4 separate regions of the Sus scrofa genome follow, and all the other regions are linked to region 3. A link is a contact called in public HiChIP or PLAC-seq data. All regions are on one chromosome and are shown on one strand. The core of a region is the stretch at or near the end of the contact, and the rest is flanking DNA. Distances in the headings are between cores, read along the strand shown. Region 1 overlaps LPP (lipoma-preferred partner). Region 2 overlaps LPP (lipoma-preferred partner). Region 3 has its middle 16 kb from the start of TPRG1. Region 4 overlaps LPP (lipoma-preferred partner).

Region 1 (3,916 bases), core at 44-2,543, 390 kb before region 3:
GGAGCTTGTACTTTGTGAATGGTGGTTATTGCATCAATGATATATTTATCTTTGTCATTTAAAGCACTTAAAAGGTATTGTAATTTCTTAGTCTATTTGGAAACTGAGTTCATGCATACTCTTTAGTTATATTAACAAGTCTTTAGTTGTAATTTCAGTGCTCCCACACTGAATTCCTTTCATACAGCAATAATCTATGAGACAACCTAAGAAATCATTTCAGGTGTGTCTAGGTTGTATGGAAGGTTTTTTATTTTGGATTCATGTGGTCTGAGGCCTTGTGGGCAGAGTAACTAGGGTGGAGTCTTGCGGTACCGTGGATCTTCTATTCTCTTGTGTTCCCTGTTCTAACTTGCAGAAGCCATGAGCAGCTGCAGGGGAGATTAATTAGTAATTAAACTTTTAATAGTCCATATTTTTCCATGAACCCCATCATGTAGGCTACTTGGAGATGAAAGCTGCAACGTACTAATGCTGTGTGATAAGACATAGATGATCCTTGCAGACTGGGACTCTACCGCTGCTTTGTTTGGCTTCTTGGGAATGGAGATAGGAACGAAGTCCTATACTGTTGAAAAAGAGAAGACTTATGCATGGTGTCTTCCTCTCCCTGTGCTCCCCTTGGGGGTTGGGGGAAGATTAGGCACATAGTGTGATTTGCTTAAAAAAAAAAAAAAAAAAAGACCAAAAGACCAAATTTATCTATGTATTGTATTGTCTGCTTACTAATAGCTATTTTTGAGAACTTTGGTAAAAGTTGAAATATTGCAGAAACCTCATGTATAAGATACCAAATGGAGTCTAGTCAAATAATAGGGGTAAAAATACCATCTTAATAGAAAAAGGGATCTAATTCTTTGCAGTGCCCATATTTAGAAGATCTAGGTTTTATTTTGAATTCTTTCATACCTGCCAGGAAACCTCAACAGTTAAGTAACAGTGAGGTGGGGGTGCAGGAGTGGTTAGCTGACTCAGAGCTGCATGCCATGAGTCTGATGACGGGTAATTAATTTTTAGATTGTATGTAATTGCATCTCAACAGTTATACCTCCTCCTGCTTTTTTATAAGATGATGTTTGTGTTTGTGTCTTCTGTGACTACCATAACAGAATTAGCTTCAAGACTTTGTTTTGAGTTCTATGAACATGTAGAGTGGAACTTTAGGTTGAAAAATTGCACCTTTACAAAGCTTTTGTCCCCAAATACCCATTTTACTTGCCCCAGTGTAAGAGTGTGTAGTGTAAGTTAGCTCAAGCAGTGAAAAGGGAGGAAGTTGAGCAGACAGAGGAAGCCAGCTCTGCTGGAGCCTAGGCCAGGGAAGGAGAGAAGTCTTCTCTGGTACCCTGGCCACATTCCTCTGGGTAACCTTTAGCTGTGATTTGTTTGCAAGACCTAGGCTCAGAGATCATTGTGTTACAGTATACTGAGTCAATCCATCCAGGAATTGGTTTAAAATGAAATTCACAAAATGCCTGTTGAGCTTCTCTATATTACAACAGCATCTCAGTAGAAATAATTAGCCCTTTGTCCATGCAGAAGCACATACCACATTTGCAAAATTAAAGAGCTTTCTTGTCAGGACTGGTTTCTGTATTTCTTTTCTCCTCTCCCACTGTTTAAATATCTATTTTGGGGGTAGCCTTGGTCTGAAGCTGTATGGTCCCCTTTATTCCCTTTACAACTTTTTTTTTTAAAATAAACAAAATACAAATCCAGCTATACTTTTTACTTAGGAAGATTAGATTTTTACCATGGTAAGTATATAGGAATGCTGTGTTTAAGAGAAAAGGCCATATCTCAGATAAGATATTGTCACTGTTTTGTCCTTCTTGACAACCATTTCCTTTTATGTGCTTTATAGCCGAACTAATGTATAATGATGATAAAGATGGTCTCTGTAGACAGAAGGTTGGAGGTGGTTAATAACCAAGCCTACATGTCACATTTGTCATGGTGAATAACTGGTCTGTCCTCTCCACAAAATACCACATTGGAGTATAACTGCTAAGTTTCTTTTCACACTGTGGAAAAATTACCAGGGAAGTTATACATTGCCTTTCAGTGAATATATTAACTACAAATATGAAACTTAAATTTGTTATGCTTCATAATTTGAACATATATTTTCCAGTTTACATAAAACTGCAAACTCAAATTTTACTGAAAAAGATACAAATTAACTGCTGTTGTGCCAGCAGGTGTAGTTTTCATTCATAAGTGCAGACAGGCCACTTGTGAATTTTGGAATTTATGTCTCTGTGAACTTGACTTCGTTGAAGTCCCAGATCCTCACTCTAATATACATCTTTCTGTTGGGGTTCTAGATGACAGAAGAACGTTGGATCTTGTTTTGTTGTTCTAAATCACAAATTACGCAAAAGTAAAGTAAAAATTCTAATAATTTTACCTCATAGAGTATATGTTATAGAGCCAGCGTAAAAGTGTATAATGACTAAAAGAAAGAAATAATTGTGATAAATACCAGACTATGAAGTCCTTGAAGCAAGATGAACTTTTGTTTCCTGGCACACAAGAGGTATACAAATTTGTAACTGCTGAATAAATAAGTAAATGCTGTCATCAAATCCAGTAATGATGGAACTATTTACACCTTAGAAATCTGTTAGAGGACCCAGTCTGGAGTTGATGTTGAGTTAGTGCGTAATACAGTGATAACTACTTTCTGATTTTTCCATAATTCATAGTATTTGCACAAATAAAAAATAGCACGGCTTAGGCAAATGAGGTTTGTAAGGACATCTTAATGGTGGCTGCTGAATCAGCTATAATTTCTAGTTCTGTCCCAGCACTGCCTTATATCACTTGAAGGCAATGCACATGGTTGAAAAGATGATGCTATCTGGAGTTATAATTCATTGCTATAACTATTCTCTTATTATGGGGATGGTATAAAAATAAAAAGCAAGTTATTTTCTGTATCGTCTATAGAATTGCTAAAAAGAGAGGACCATTATGTTACTCGGTGTTTCCTAATGCAAAAAGCAGCATGATAAATTCTTTAGATTCAATGATAGGAAACAAAAAGTTACGTGACTGATAAACTGATATATGCATCCTTTTTTCAGAAAAAAAAAGAATTATCATAGGACTCTTTTCCTTGAGCCCATGATTCATCTCCTTTCTTTACCATGTCATTGTTGATACCTCATGACCTAATGTTTGAGATGCTATAAGTATATGCCAATTTAAGTCATTTCAAAACTAATTAACTGCCTTAGTCTAACTTGTGCTTTTTGTAATTTATTTATTTATTTATTTGCTTTTTTAGGGCCGCACCTGCAGCATATGGGAGTTCCCAGGCTAGAGGTCGAATCGGAGCTACAGCTGCCAGCCTACACCACAGCCACAGCAATGCAGGATTCAAACCATGTCTGTGACCTACACCACAGCTCACGGTAATGCTGAATCCTTAACCCACTGAACAAGGCCAGGGATCTAACCCGAGTCCTCATGGACACTAGTCGGTTTATTACCACTGAGCCACAATGGGAATTCCTAACTTATGCTTTTTTTTTTTTAATTTAATTTAATTTTATTTTTTTTTGTCTTTTTGCTATTTCTTGGGCCGCTCCCGCGGCATATGGAGGTTCCCAGGCTAGGGGTCCAACCAGAGCTGTAGCTGCTGGCCTATGCCAGAGCCACAGCAACGCGGGATTCGAGCCGCGTCTGCAGCCTACACCACAGCTCACAGCAACGCCGGATCGTTAACCCACTGAGCAAGGACAGGGACTGAACCCACAACCTCATGGTTCCTAGTCGGATTCGTTAACCACTGCGCCACCACAGGAACTCCCCTAACTTATGCTTTTTAAATGGAAATAAACTTTCTATCTATATGTGCCTGTAGACATTTTTTAAAAATATGCAAAATTCAGATGTACTTTAAAGAGATAGT
Region 2 (4,137 bases), core at 220-2,719, 290 kb before region 3:
TAATTATGTTTCGAATGGACTATTTAAGCCCAAATCTCCATTCCTTATCTACTGGTCTGCCCTGCCAGGCACTTATGAAGTAACAGTGTGAGGGGTGATTGGCGGGCTATGGGACAGACTAAATGGAATGTAGTAGGCAGGAATCTAGGCAACTGCCCTGAGCCTCATAGAGGAAACCACTACCCTGAGTTCAGAGATGCAGGAAGAGTTGCAAGAAGAGACTTGAAGACAAAGGCCTCCCCAGAACCGATGTGTGGAAGTGTCTCCAGGTGAGAAGGGAAGATTGTGACAGAAGCAACAATGCCCAGTTTTTCAAGTGTGATATAATTTCTCCCAAACGTGTGAACTGCTTGCCAAATGCTAGGAGTTAACATTGTTTTGTACATTTTCCCGAATAATTGGCATTGTCATTGAAGAGCTGATCAGAAAAGGGTAAGAGGAAAGAAAATGTTAAAATCGGCTGTAAAACCCAGCCCATTTATACTTGAAGTTTAAAGTCAGACAAAGGGAATGTTCCACTGACTATGACATTGATCAAAACGAGCCTGTGCTGAGACAGGATTAAATCGATCAATAAATATCCCAAACTGTCAATCTTGAAACTTTTGGGTAGAACATTCAGTTGCATTCCTACAGGAGAAATGCCAAGTGAATGAGCCTAAGCCAGGTTTGTTTGGAAAGCCTTATTTAGAGAACCATGAAGTGTGAACTTGATCACATGAAAAGCCTAGGACTGTTTAGCCTTCTGTGGCAGTTCTACGAGTTCTAGTACCAGACTGTTAATAGGGAGGCAAGACAAGTGTGCTGCTTGCTTTTGCCTCCACCCCCTTTTTTAAATTTAAAATTGCATGAATCATATTTACAAAGGACCATTGCTTTTTGTAAGACATTATCAGGTGAGGAAGTCACTGGTTTCTATTTTATTTCCTCTGGTTCCATGCTTATAGCCACACTTAATGTTAGCATGCCCTATTTAAAACAGAAGTCTATATTCTACTTCAAGTATTAACCAACTGTGCAAAATCCGAAAGTCCTAGAAATGAAAGCAAGATTTCCCAATAGTCTTCTGGAACATAATAATTACCACAGTTTTAGTGATGGGGAATTCATAGATTTTTAAGCTGTCAGAAATTAAATAAATGTGTTGCCTTTGCTTTTCTAAGAAGCTGTCTTGCTCATTTACAGTAAATTAAGATCCAGAGACTGACTGTGCAAGGTCTCACAACAGAGGTACAACTTTAAAGCAATTCTTAGACCTCTAAGCTTGGGAGATCCAGGAGGATTCCATGTGAACATTAACCATTAGCTTTCATAAAATAGCAGTGGATATTTTAATGTCACACATTTTCATATCCATTCTCTCATTTATTCCTTAAAACAAAACAAACTCAGCTTGTTGAGATGGACAGAGAATGGGAAAGTATCCTTTTATACAGATAATGATGCAATTTTAGACAAGCCACTTCCCAATTTTGCACACTATATAAATCATAGAGTCTTCGTCCCTTGTCTCTAAAATCATAGCCTGAAACGTGGAACTAGAAGAAATTGCAATCCCTAGCTTTTCTTTTTACAGAATGCCCTCTGCAGTTGCTTAACATTTTGATTAAAAAATAGGAAATTAATTAAGCAAGACAGTGAATAAAAGGTGCGAGCTAATATCTGGGTGTTCTTCAGTACTCTGAGAGGTGAGAGGTGATAAAGTTACACAAATCTCCAAAACCAAAGAAACTTGTTGATTAAATGATTGAATCCCGTTGACCATTTGGTAGCATAAATAACTGTTCAAGGTGGAAAGCTTTTGTTTTTTAAAAAAAAAGTCTGTACAAAAAGTAAGGATTTTTGACAAAACAGCATAGTTAATTACTATAGTTAATATACAAACAGTGAGCAGTGAAATTGTGTGTGTGTATGTGTGTGTGTGCTCATGTGAAAATATATTCAGGTTCTATGGGAACTAAAGCTTTGAAGCATATCACTTTGGGGAGACCTTTAAAAGGTACAAAATTATGAATAATTAGTTTGCTAGGGCTGCCATAACAAAGTATCACAGACTGGACAGCTTAATCAATAGGAATGTTCTCATGTCTTTGGAGGCTGGAATTCTGAGATCAGGGTGTGGGCAGGTTTGGCTTATCCTGAGGCCTTTCCCCTCAGCTTGTACGTGGGCACCTTCTCCTTCTGTGTTCACTTGGTCTTTCCTCTGTGTGTACTTGTGTCCTGATCTTCTCTTCTTGTAGGGACATCAGTGGTATTGGATTAGCCCCGACCTAATCCCATTTTAACTTAAGTGTCTCTTTGAAGACGCTCTCTCCAAATACAGTCACATGCTTTGGTACTAGGGTACTTCAACATAGGAATGTGGTGGGGGCAGGGGGACTTAATTCATTCCATAACAATTATGTAAACAAAATAATATTTATTTCAAATGAAAAAAGTGAATGAAACATTTTAAGCTGATTTTAAAAAGCCAGGAAATGTGACAAAAATAAAAAAATCCAGAAAATATCATTTTAGTTAATTAATTAAACAGTGACTTTTTCCTTTGTTTTGTGGCTGCCTGCTCTCTGGTTAACTCTTCATGCAACCTAACTTTATAATATTTTCTATGGGGAGAATAGAAAGATAATTTCAGTCTTTCATCTAATGTCATTGATAGACATTTAATGATTATTATTCAAGGCTTGCAAAATTTCCTTTAATCTGTACAACTTTTATTGGTAATATTGTAAAACATGATTGTCCACTTAGGGAAAACTGCTATCAATTTCCTTTCTTCTTTCTTTCTTTCTTTTTTTTTTTTTTTTTTTTTTTTTTAGTCTTTTTAGGGCCTTACCTGCAGCATATGGAAGTTCCCAGGCTAGGGGTCAAATTGGAGCTGCTGCTGCCAGCCCAGGCCACAGCCACAGCAACGCAGGATCCAAGCCATGCCTGTGACCTATGCTGTATCTCACAGCAACACCAGATCCTAACCCACTGAGCACGACCAGGTATCGAACCCATATCTTTGTGGATACTAGTTGGGTTCTTAACCCCCTGAGCCACAACGGCAACTCCTCAAGTTTCTTTTATTTGAAAGCGGTTACAAAAATACTTGTACTACTGTTGTAAGTTCATACACTGATAAATTCTATTTTGTGAAATCCACATCAAAAATGAAAATCAAGTCAGTGGTGCATTTATAATTGCTTCGGGTACATTTTTGAGCACAGTCCTGATAAGAGAAAACATCTCTTTTTGCTTCAGAGTACCGAATGGTCCTCCCTGTGTGGATGCTTTTACACATCTGACAATTGGTAGAATGTTTGGCTGACTTAGCTTCTGGCTTCATACATTTCATACCCTATTTCTCTCCTCTATCAGTTTAATCCACATACTAGGTACTGCAGGACACATTTTTGTCACCGGATTTCTGGCTCCATACCCCTGAGTCCCAGAGCTAGGAGAATAATGGGCCCAAGGACATTGAAAGTATGCCAGGAATTCATTCTTACACAATGGTAATTGGTGATATCTTAGGCATATACCATATGACAGCAAGCCACGTAATGCATCCCACTATACTTAACTAAATGTATCCTTAACTCATCTTCCACTATCCCAATCCCCAAATTCCTGAGGCCATTCTAACACTATCCCACATGAGTATGTGACAGAGGACAGTCAGAGTAGAAAGGGGCAGCAGGGAACACAGCAGGGACACCTAAGAAGGGACCAAAGGAAGTGAGGGGCCCTGAAGCTTCATTTCCTTTCTGCCAAACCTTATGTTTGCTTAAAATTATCTCTTCTACTCTGGGTATTTGCTTGGAAAGAATTATTCCCTCCCTTCCTTCCTCCTTTCCTCATTTGTATCTCCCTTTCTCAAACATTTATTCCATGCATACCATATTCCAGACCCCATGTTGGGAGGGATAAGATATATCTGATGATGTATACAGCATGGGTATAAGTGATGAAGCTGTTAAAGATAAGATCTACTGGTAGCAGATGATTAGGGTCACATTCAGCTGAGCCATCTGGCTTTATGAGGAAGCAGTGTTTGATCTGACCTAAAGGACGTCTAGGATTGGGATTGGTAGTACTGGGAATACAAAAGGGCATTCCAGAAGGCTGGTGCTGAATGTGGACTTGTGGGGA
Region 3 (4,152 bases), core at 433-2,932:
TCATGGCAACACTGGATTCTTAACCCACTGAGCGAGACCAGGGATCAAATCCACATCCTTGTGGATGATAAGGAGGCCAGGGACTGAACCCACATCCTCTTGGATCCTAGTTGGGTTTGCTAAGCGCTGAGCCATGAAGGGAACTCCAGAGGGAGATTTCTAAAACGCAAATGTGACCATCTTATTCTTCTACATTTCCAGCATTTCCCATTGCCTTCAGGAAAAAACAAAAACAAAAAACAAAGAACAATAAAACATAGTAACTCCAGAATCTGAAATATACAAAGCCTGAGGGCCCTGGAGATCTGATTTGCTTCTTCTCTTGTCTTCTCTGCCCTTCTCACCCCCAGTTTCTTGTCCTTGGTTAATTACTTGAAATTCTCCAAACTCTCCTATTTCCGTGTTCTTCTCTCCGCATCCCGCCCACAGCTTGGTGCTCAGCCTTGAAAATTCAACGTGGCGGTCACTTCTTCTGGGACACACTGTAGGACCAGCCTCTCTGCAGCCACATCACCGCAAGGTGACTGCTACTTGACCATTGAGGTGATTATTTTTCAACATCACACTGCCTCACTACCCTGTGAACTTTCCGAGAGATGGGAACGCATCGCAGCCATTGCCTTTATGGAGGCAGAACTGCCTTTGACATCAGCGACCCTACTGACCTCTGAGTTAATTTCACCCATGTGGCCATTCCTTGGGCTGTGACCTTGGTCAAGGAGAACCACTTCACCTGAAAGCAGGTATGTGGTAAATGTGGGGTGAGTGAGTGTAAGTCCCCTATATTTCACAGAGGAGGAAACAGGCCCAGAAAAAAGAGGTGACCCACTGGAACTCTCACAGAGGGAGGGTCCAGGGACTTCTCCATTCCTGGTCCAAAGCTGATCCCACTAACCCACATGCTCAGAGAGTCCCAAGGCAACCCACCTCTTGTGGGAGAGGGCAGCAGAGGGTCCTCCCTGGGTGGTGTGTGTGCACATAAGGGAGGTCCCCAACTTCAGCTGGGCTTGCCACATCTCCAGGCAATCATGGAATTCCTGGATGTGAGGGCTGGGTATTGAGCGATGAGCAACCGTGCAGTCAGGCTGGCACATGGGAGAGCAAAATCATCTAAAAGAGGAAGCCTGGAGACTTGGCAGCAGTGGGAGGTGTTTAGAGTAAAAAGAAGTGGCCCTTAGCCGCCATCCATACTGACTCAGGTGTGCCTGTTACCTGTGGGTCTTACTGGCCAGGCCGGCGCATAGGGCCACCCAGAGCCTTCGTCCCCCGAGCACATTGAAAATCCCTGTCTGTGTTGTTCTTGGGAGGGAAGGTTTGGCTTGGAGTAGTTTTTCCTGAAAAATCAAAACAACTCCTCAGAGTGGGCCCAGCTTCCAGGGGCCGCCTGAGAGCCGGGCACACTTCCCTTGGCTGGGGTGTGAGTGTACCGGTTTCTGGAGTGGAGGGGGCATCTGAGGGTCACGCAGCGGGGAATCCAAACCTCTGAGCCTGATTTACAGCTCAGGGCCTCCACTCTCCTCCCCACCAGCCCACATAAACCCCCCCAATTTCCTCCTCTGCGCGCCAGCACGCCTCAGAGCTGGGAAATGGGATCTCACCAGTGGCTTTTTCTGGGCTTATGTATGGATTCTTTCCTGAGAGGATGGCAGAGGGGAGCAGAAGTGGTTCTTCAAAATGTGAGCAGGAGAGCGTCATGGTGAGTCAGAGAAGGACAAGCCTGAGACAGCTTGGAGATCAGCCAGCTCAGAGCTCCTATTTGCCTTCTTTCTTTCCTTTTCTACTCTTTATTTCCCCCTTTCCTTTTCCTTTTTTTTTTTTTTTTTCTTGTGGCTTCCACACAAAATCTTATATGGATTGCCAATGGATTAAACTTCAAAATGGAAGTGCTCCAGGCATTCCCTGGCGGGGCAGTGGGTTACAGATCTGGCATTGTCACGGCTGTGGTGAGGGCTGCAGCTGTGGTGCAGGTTCGATCCCTGGCCGGGGAAATTCTGCATACTGTGGGTATGACCAAAAAAAAAAAAAAAAAAGGCAGCATTCCAGGCAATTGTGTGTTAGGAGCTTCTGGCCTCCCCTTCTGAGCTTCCCTCTTCTCTGACCCTTATAGAGACTCATGAGGCCCCTCCTCAGATCACTGGACTTCACAGACAGCAGCTTGGAAACCTCTGCTGTGATCCAACTCCCTTATTTCACACAGGAGGTTACGAAGGCCCAAGGAGGCTATGGAGCTATTAAAGGCCAAACAGGGATTTAGTGATGGAGTTGGGCTCTCCCAGGCCCCCTCCTGGCTTTCCAGCCTCTTTCCAGTAACTTGTACAAGATTCCATGGAGACCTTGTAAAGGCTTAGCCTGGCCCTGGTTTCTGTGGTGCATAAATCTTATTTTCATTAAGGAAAAAAACCAATTAGAACTGAAGAAGCCCTGGGTCAGTAACTCTGGGAAATAAGCACCAAGTCAGCATGGCTTCTTGACCCCTTTGGCTCTGGTACTGGGATTCCTCTGCCTTTATTTAGAACCTGGGTTCAATCTGGCCTTCCTTGGCCTGAGGCCCTTGACACCTCAAGCTCTGGGGCCTGAAATTCTGTGACTATCCCTATCTCTGCCCCAAGCTTGTGTCTTTTCCCCTGCCAAGGGGTTAGGTCCTGCCCATTTCTAGCCCCAGAGATCCCTTTTATGGCCCCACTTATGGAGGCCAAGCCAGGACCCCGGCCTGCCCTGGCTGTGTCCAGCTGCCCTTTCAGAAGGCCAGCATCAGAATAAGATCCCTGACAGCCTGCTGTTCCGGGGCAGGGAAACCAAGCCGCTTCCTTCCTGAAGGCCTGGAGTCTGAAGGCACAAGAAGCTGAAGCATTAGCATTTTGCCTGTTCTCTTCCACACCCTTCCTCCTCCACAGCAACCCTAAACTGGCCCTTCATATCCTCAGCCTCCTGGACCCCTCCCAGTAGTGCCTAGGCCCAGGCCTGAGGGCTTTTCTGCAGCCCAGGAACAGAGTCAGGCTGGCCTCTAGGCCTAAGGCTTCTACAGCCACAGACCAACTCCACCAAACCCTGACCGGGAAGCCCCAGGCCATGGTTGAGGGGTTGTGAGCTGTAAGACTTCCGGAGGCCCACGTGAGAGCTGGAGAGCTCAGGGGCTGCCCTGAAGCTTAGCTGTAAAAGGTGGAGCTACCAGGAGGGGCAGGGGCAGAACTGTGGGTTAGGCCTGTGGGAGCACCACACCCACTACCAGCAGAGGAGTGCACTCTATCTGGGACCCCAGCCTTGACTCCAGATCTTGCTTATTCAGAGATTCAATGAAATTCTTAACTTCAGGGTGTCCTAGAGCCAGTACTGCCTAATCCAGAATGGAACCTGTATCAAGGGCTGAAGTGGATAAAACAAACTTGGAGGCAAAGCTCACGCAGCTTCCCGATCTCCTTAGAGAATCTAAGAGTTGTTTCACCTTCAGGATGACAGTCTTCTCTCCTGAGTCCTGTTTTGACTGCAGACCAAGAGACTCCTTCTAGAACCTACTGTAATTGTCCCCAGGTGCAGACAGGAAGGTGGAAGGCTCTCGGGCGAGGCCATGGCTGGCTGGGAATCTGCACAAGCCATGCCTACTCACTGAGTGAGACTGACATGGCAGGTCACCTGGAGAGTGTCCCCTGCCACATGAAGACCATAGAGCTTTGTCCTGGGTATAAGAGTCCCCTGCAGGGACTCCCTTGAGCAGAGAAACCAGGAACAGACCTGAGGAGGCAGAGCCTCGAAATGTCTACTATTGTTGTCTGGTTAGACAAGAACATTCCCAGAGAGAAGTGCTTTGCAGGAAGGGAGGAGTCCACCAGCTTTGGCCCAGCCTAGTTTGGAGCTTGGTTCTGACACCTCACAGCTGGTTTGCTGGCCTCATGTCCAATCATGTAATGCCCAGGAACTCAGACAGAGATCTGGACTTGGAATTCTGAGTAGGCTTAAGCAACTCACTTCATCTCACTCAACCTCAGTCCTCACCTTGAAAGTGGGGTGATGATGACACCTGCCTCACAGAGGTGTCGGGATTCAGCTAAATGCCGTGAACTTTCCCCAGAAAGAGTAGGTCCTTGGTGCCTAGTTTCTGATCTGGCTCTGAGAGGTTAAGCTCGGAGAGAAAGTACAGGTTTCAGAGAGTCAACT
Region 4 (4,236 bases), core at 845-3,344, 350 kb before region 3:
GCTATATCATTTGAGATATCATTATTAATTTACTTAATGAGAAATATCACATACCTTTGTGATTTGTAGAAAATGGTTCATTGGTTTAGAATCTAGTATAACATTTTCATTTTTAATAAATCGTTAAATTTAATTGACCATCTTTTAGGTACCAGGTTACACAATAGGGATGTAACATATAAGATCTCTGTCAAATAACTGAGTGGTTAAACTATGGTGACAATTACGGATTGGTAACTCAGACTTTTTAAAAAATATTTTAATGGCCACGCCCACAGCATATGGGAGTTCCCAGGCTAGGGGTCCAATCCGAGCTGTAGCTGCAGACCTATGCCACGGCCATAGCCATGCCAGATCTGAGCTGCTTCTGAAACCTACACCACAGCTCATGGCAACACTTGATCCTTAATCAACTGAGAGAGGCTAGGGATCAAACCCTTGTCCTCATGGTCACTAGTCAGGTTTTTTACCACTGAGCCACAATGGGAACTCCTCATATTTTTTAAGTAACAAATTGTTTTGATATGTAATTCATTTACCATACAATTCACTGACTCAACTTATTTTTAACGGAGATAATTACTACATTTACTGAACAGATATTTTACGAGCATCTACCATGTGCCAGGGACTTTCTAAGCGTTGGAGCTAGACTGACAATAGTTCTATAAAACCTAGCTTCTCACAAAATGTCCATCAACAGATTTTTTTTAATTAAATTGAAGTATAGTTCATTTACAATGTTTGTTAGTTTCAGGTGTACAGAAAAGTGACTCAGTTATACCTACATATATATTTGTCTTTTTTTCAGATTCTTTTCCCTTATAGGTTATTACAAAATTTTGAGTAGAGTACCTCTGCTGTACAGTAGGTCCTAGTTGGTTATCTGTTTTCTAAATAGTAGTGTGTATATGTTAATCCCCAACTCCCAGTTTATCCTCCGCTTCCCCTCTCGTAAACATAAGCTTGTTTTCTGTGTCTATGGGTCTATTTAACAGACTCTTTTCTAAATGGTGTTAAATACTGACATTGGGTCAGTAAAGGATATTCTGGCAACACATCAGGGGGACAAAGAAAACCTGATCTGGGGAGACCTGGGGAGCCTTTTGAGAGGTTGTCATCTCTAAACAGAATCTGAGAAGCCTGTGAGAGTTTTCTAGTTGATAACCTGGGGACAGTAGAGAGGGGTGAGTTTTTTGGGAGGAGGAAAGAAAATGAGCCACTGCACAAAGGTGAGACATAGGTAATCCATAGAGTTCAGTAAGGTGAGAGCAGGGGGGACAGCATGGGAAGTACACTGGGCCTGAAGGTCAGAGCTGTCAATGTGTGCCTTCATAGAATTAATTGTGTGTCTTACTATGAGGTCACAAAGGAGGATGAGGTCAGCTAGAGGATGTGATGTTTGAGTTTAGTCACAAAGGCTGTCTAGGAGGGGTTTTTTTTGTTTGTTTTTATTGAGGCAGTCTATAGTTAGTCCAGGCAGAAGGAACTACAGTTGTAGAAATACATGTGTTTAAAAGAATGGTGTTTTCAGCTAGGTAAGGAATTCGAAGGACTTAGAAGATAAGGTAAGTGAAACAGAGAAAGAATATAGCCAAACTATTACATTGTGAGAGTTGAAGAGCAGCTTATAAATGGATTCAAGCTGTATAAATGAATGTATAAATGAATTTGTACATTGCACTCTTCAGCCTGTAGACATTTGGGGGTGGGGAGGTGAGGAGTTTGAATGAAGACTGGAACATTGAAGATTTTAGAAAAGAAATTAGAAGTATGTTTTCGAAGATCACTCTGGATATACCTGAATTGGAGGATCCGTGGTTTTTAAATGAAAGTTAGGAGTGTGACATCTCTGTTGTTTAGTGTAGCTTATCTAATTAACATTTTATATAAAATTCTACCTGTCAATTACCCTTTCCAACAATGATCAATCATTTCTAATATTAGGAAATTGTAATTAAATATATGGCAATGGTAACCGATGTTCACTGAAAATTTACTATGTCACTTTCATGTATTAATTCACTTGATCCTTGTAATAGCCCAATGCCTCAGCCTATCATTTCCCCACATTTTACAGATCATGAGGCCACGGTCCAGAGAGTCGAAACTGAAACTAGCGAGTGGCAGAGCTGGTATTTGAGCCATGGCAGTCTAGCTCCTAAGCCTGATTATATGAATTGACAACTGAATACATAATCGAAATTACTAACAGTGATTGTGTTAGTGAGAAGGGATTTTGGGGCAGTTTTTTGTTAGTTTTTTACAGTTCAGTGATTCAGTGATTTTGCAACAATTACCCAAGTCTAATTTTAGAACATTTCTTCCATCCCAAAAAGAAATCTCATGCCCATTTGTAGTCACTCTCTATTCTCACCTCAACCCGATGCAACCTTGAATCTGTTTCAGTGTTAAATCAGTCTTTAAATGAATATGACTTCAGTTTAGTGACAATTTGTTTTGAATGGAAGCAATTTGATAGGCTTAGCAATTTAGGAGTGTAACATAGTTTGAACCTCTAATTTCTAACATCTGTTCAAAGTAGTGTTCTCTGTTCATAATTTAGGGCAGCGAAGGGTAGAAGTGCCAGCCCTGAGTCAGTCATTGGTCATAAGCACATGACTAAGACTGCTCCAGGCCCCACACTTGAGTTCCCCATTTGTCTTTCGGAGATGCTGGAACATAAATAGACACATTATTGAACAACATTGGAGAATGGAATTCTTCTAGAAATTTTGATGTATTTGTATTAAACTTCTTCCTGTTATAAACTATTGAATTGTTTATAAAACATCTAGTATGTATAAAGCATTTGAACTGCTTGGCATTTTGAGGATAAAATCCACATCAATTTTAAATGAAATAAAACTCCCCATCCAGAATAGAATAGTAATTGCCAGACATAAAATAGCCCAGCTGTGGAGTGACTTAAAGGACAATTGGTCTAAGGCAGAAAGTACCAGCTAGGATGCTGCTATGCAAATAATTGTAAGGCCTGAATTACTCTACCTATTTGGTAGCACATATATCTAAAATGGCTTAAAATAAAAATTGCAAATGTACCAGATTTGATCAATCTTAGCATTGCTTTTTCTTATTCTCCTAGTCCCAAGTTAAAAATAATATCCGCCTGCCTCATTTTCCTGTGTGCTAGTTAGTAAGGATTAACTAGAGTTCTCAACAGGAAAGCAAGATATAGTAGACGACATTGTATAGTGAGTGAGAGCCTGCTAGAGATAATTACATAGTCACTCCCACTATATTACCCCTCAAAGAAACTGAGCCTAATATTCTCATCCTAAGCAATTTAACCAACTTCTAAAAAAAAAAAAAGTATAAGATATTATTTAGAGAATGAAATAGCTACTGTATGTAATCAGGAGGGAGAATTATAGCAAATTATAATACTCATTTGATAAGTATATAAAGAGCTACTCTCAAAGCTTTGTACTATACCTCCTAGGTAATTGTTGAGTTGTGCTAACTGTCCTTAATAAAGGAGAAGAGATAAAGAACTGCTAAAAAAAATCAATTGTTACAGTTGTTCTTTAGGTTTTCCCCTCTGGGCATAGATTAAGTCTAATTTCATGCTCTGCAAGGATCAGGCACACATTTGGTCTTCAGATATTTAATAGTGGTGATTTCTTTGCCTTTTCAAAGCTAATATCCATGTAGAAACATAGACACTAATAAAACTAAATGTGATAAAAATGTGTTTTAAGAGCCACAGCATGTTTGTCTTTGTAGGTATATATGTTGTATATCTGTGTTCACTGCATATACCTCCCAATATAAAAAGATAGGGCTGCAGGCATATTCTGTCAGTAATTCTTTGAATATAACCAAAAGGAGGCCCAGACATCTGCTAAATTGTCCCTTTAGTCTATTAAAAAGAGTTAGCAGTAATGCAAGGGTTGGTTTCCCTTTGGTTTGCTTTAAACAAAGTAGCCCGGTGTAAAAACTTTAAGAGACTTGAGTGAGCACTTTCCTTAGAATTTGTAATTCTTGTGCCTGCATTGTCCAAAAAAAAAAAAAAAAAAAGTGCTGATCTGATTGCTATAATGAGAAACTGTACCACATAGTCACTAAAAACAGTTACTCGAAAGATGGCAACTATATTAGATGGAAAACACTGGATCCTGTACTTACTGTGTGACCTTCGTCAGGCATTGTAGTATCTCTGTGCCTCAGTTCCTGATTTCAAAATGGCATGGTAATACAGTGCCACCTCATGCA

The links. HiChIP or PLAC-seq counts read pairs in DNA pulled down with a chosen protein or histone mark.
Region 1: a contact with region 3 is called in an H3K27ac HiChIP or PLAC-seq map of alveolar macrophages. The contact joins two enhancer-like sites. A contact is called at or near these places in 1 of 47 Hi-C or Micro-C datasets (embryonic fibroblasts) and 2 of 2 datasets of contacts at active chromatin or transcription factors (alveolar macrophages and skeletal muscle).
Region 2: a contact with region 3 is called in an H3K27ac HiChIP or PLAC-seq map of alveolar macrophages. The contact joins two enhancer-like sites. A contact is called at or near these places in 1 of 47 Hi-C or Micro-C datasets (embryonic fibroblasts) and 1 of 2 datasets of contacts at active chromatin or transcription factors (alveolar macrophages).
Region 4: an H3K27ac HiChIP or PLAC-seq map of alveolar macrophages shows a contact between it and region 3. The contact joins two enhancer-like sites. A contact is called at or near these places in 2 of 2 datasets of contacts at active chromatin or transcription factors (alveolar macrophages and skeletal muscle).

The regions. Positions count from the first base shown.
Region 1 is chr13:126,121,543-126,125,458 of Sscrofa11.1, forward strand. All of the region lies in intron 5 of LPP (lipoma-preferred partner), which reads left to right. Among named protein-coding and RNA genes, the nearest start is that of MIR28, 160 kb to the right of the region's middle. Within about 2 kb of position 1,294, at least 8 of the 83 cell types and tissues checked have an H3K27ac peak or open chromatin away from gene starts, as enhancers often do. A contact at or near this core is called in alveolar macrophages, where this site is marked.
Region 2 is chr13:126,224,877-126,229,013 of Sscrofa11.1, forward strand. All of the region lies in intron 6 of LPP (lipoma-preferred partner), which reads left to right. Among named protein-coding and RNA genes, the nearest start is that of MIR28, 55 kb to the right of the region's middle. Within about 2 kb of position 1,470, at least 1 of the 83 cell types and tissues checked has an H3K27ac peak or open chromatin away from gene starts, as enhancers often do. A contact at or near this core is called in alveolar macrophages, where this site is marked.
Region 3 is chr13:126,511,584-126,515,735 of Sscrofa11.1, forward strand. No RefSeq gene overlaps it. Among named protein-coding and RNA genes, the nearest start is that of TPRG1, 16 kb to the right of the region's middle. Within about 2 kb of position 1,683, at least 14 of the 83 cell types and tissues checked have an H3K27ac peak or open chromatin away from gene starts, as enhancers often do. A contact at or near this core is called in alveolar macrophages, where this site is marked.
Region 4 is chr13:126,161,552-126,165,787 of Sscrofa11.1, forward strand. All of the region lies in intron 5 of LPP (lipoma-preferred partner), which reads left to right. Among named protein-coding and RNA genes, the nearest start is that of MIR28, 120 kb to the right of the region's middle. Within about 2 kb of position 2,095, at least 3 of the 83 cell types and tissues checked have an H3K27ac peak or open chromatin away from gene starts, as enhancers often do. A contact at or near this core is called in alveolar macrophages, where this site is marked.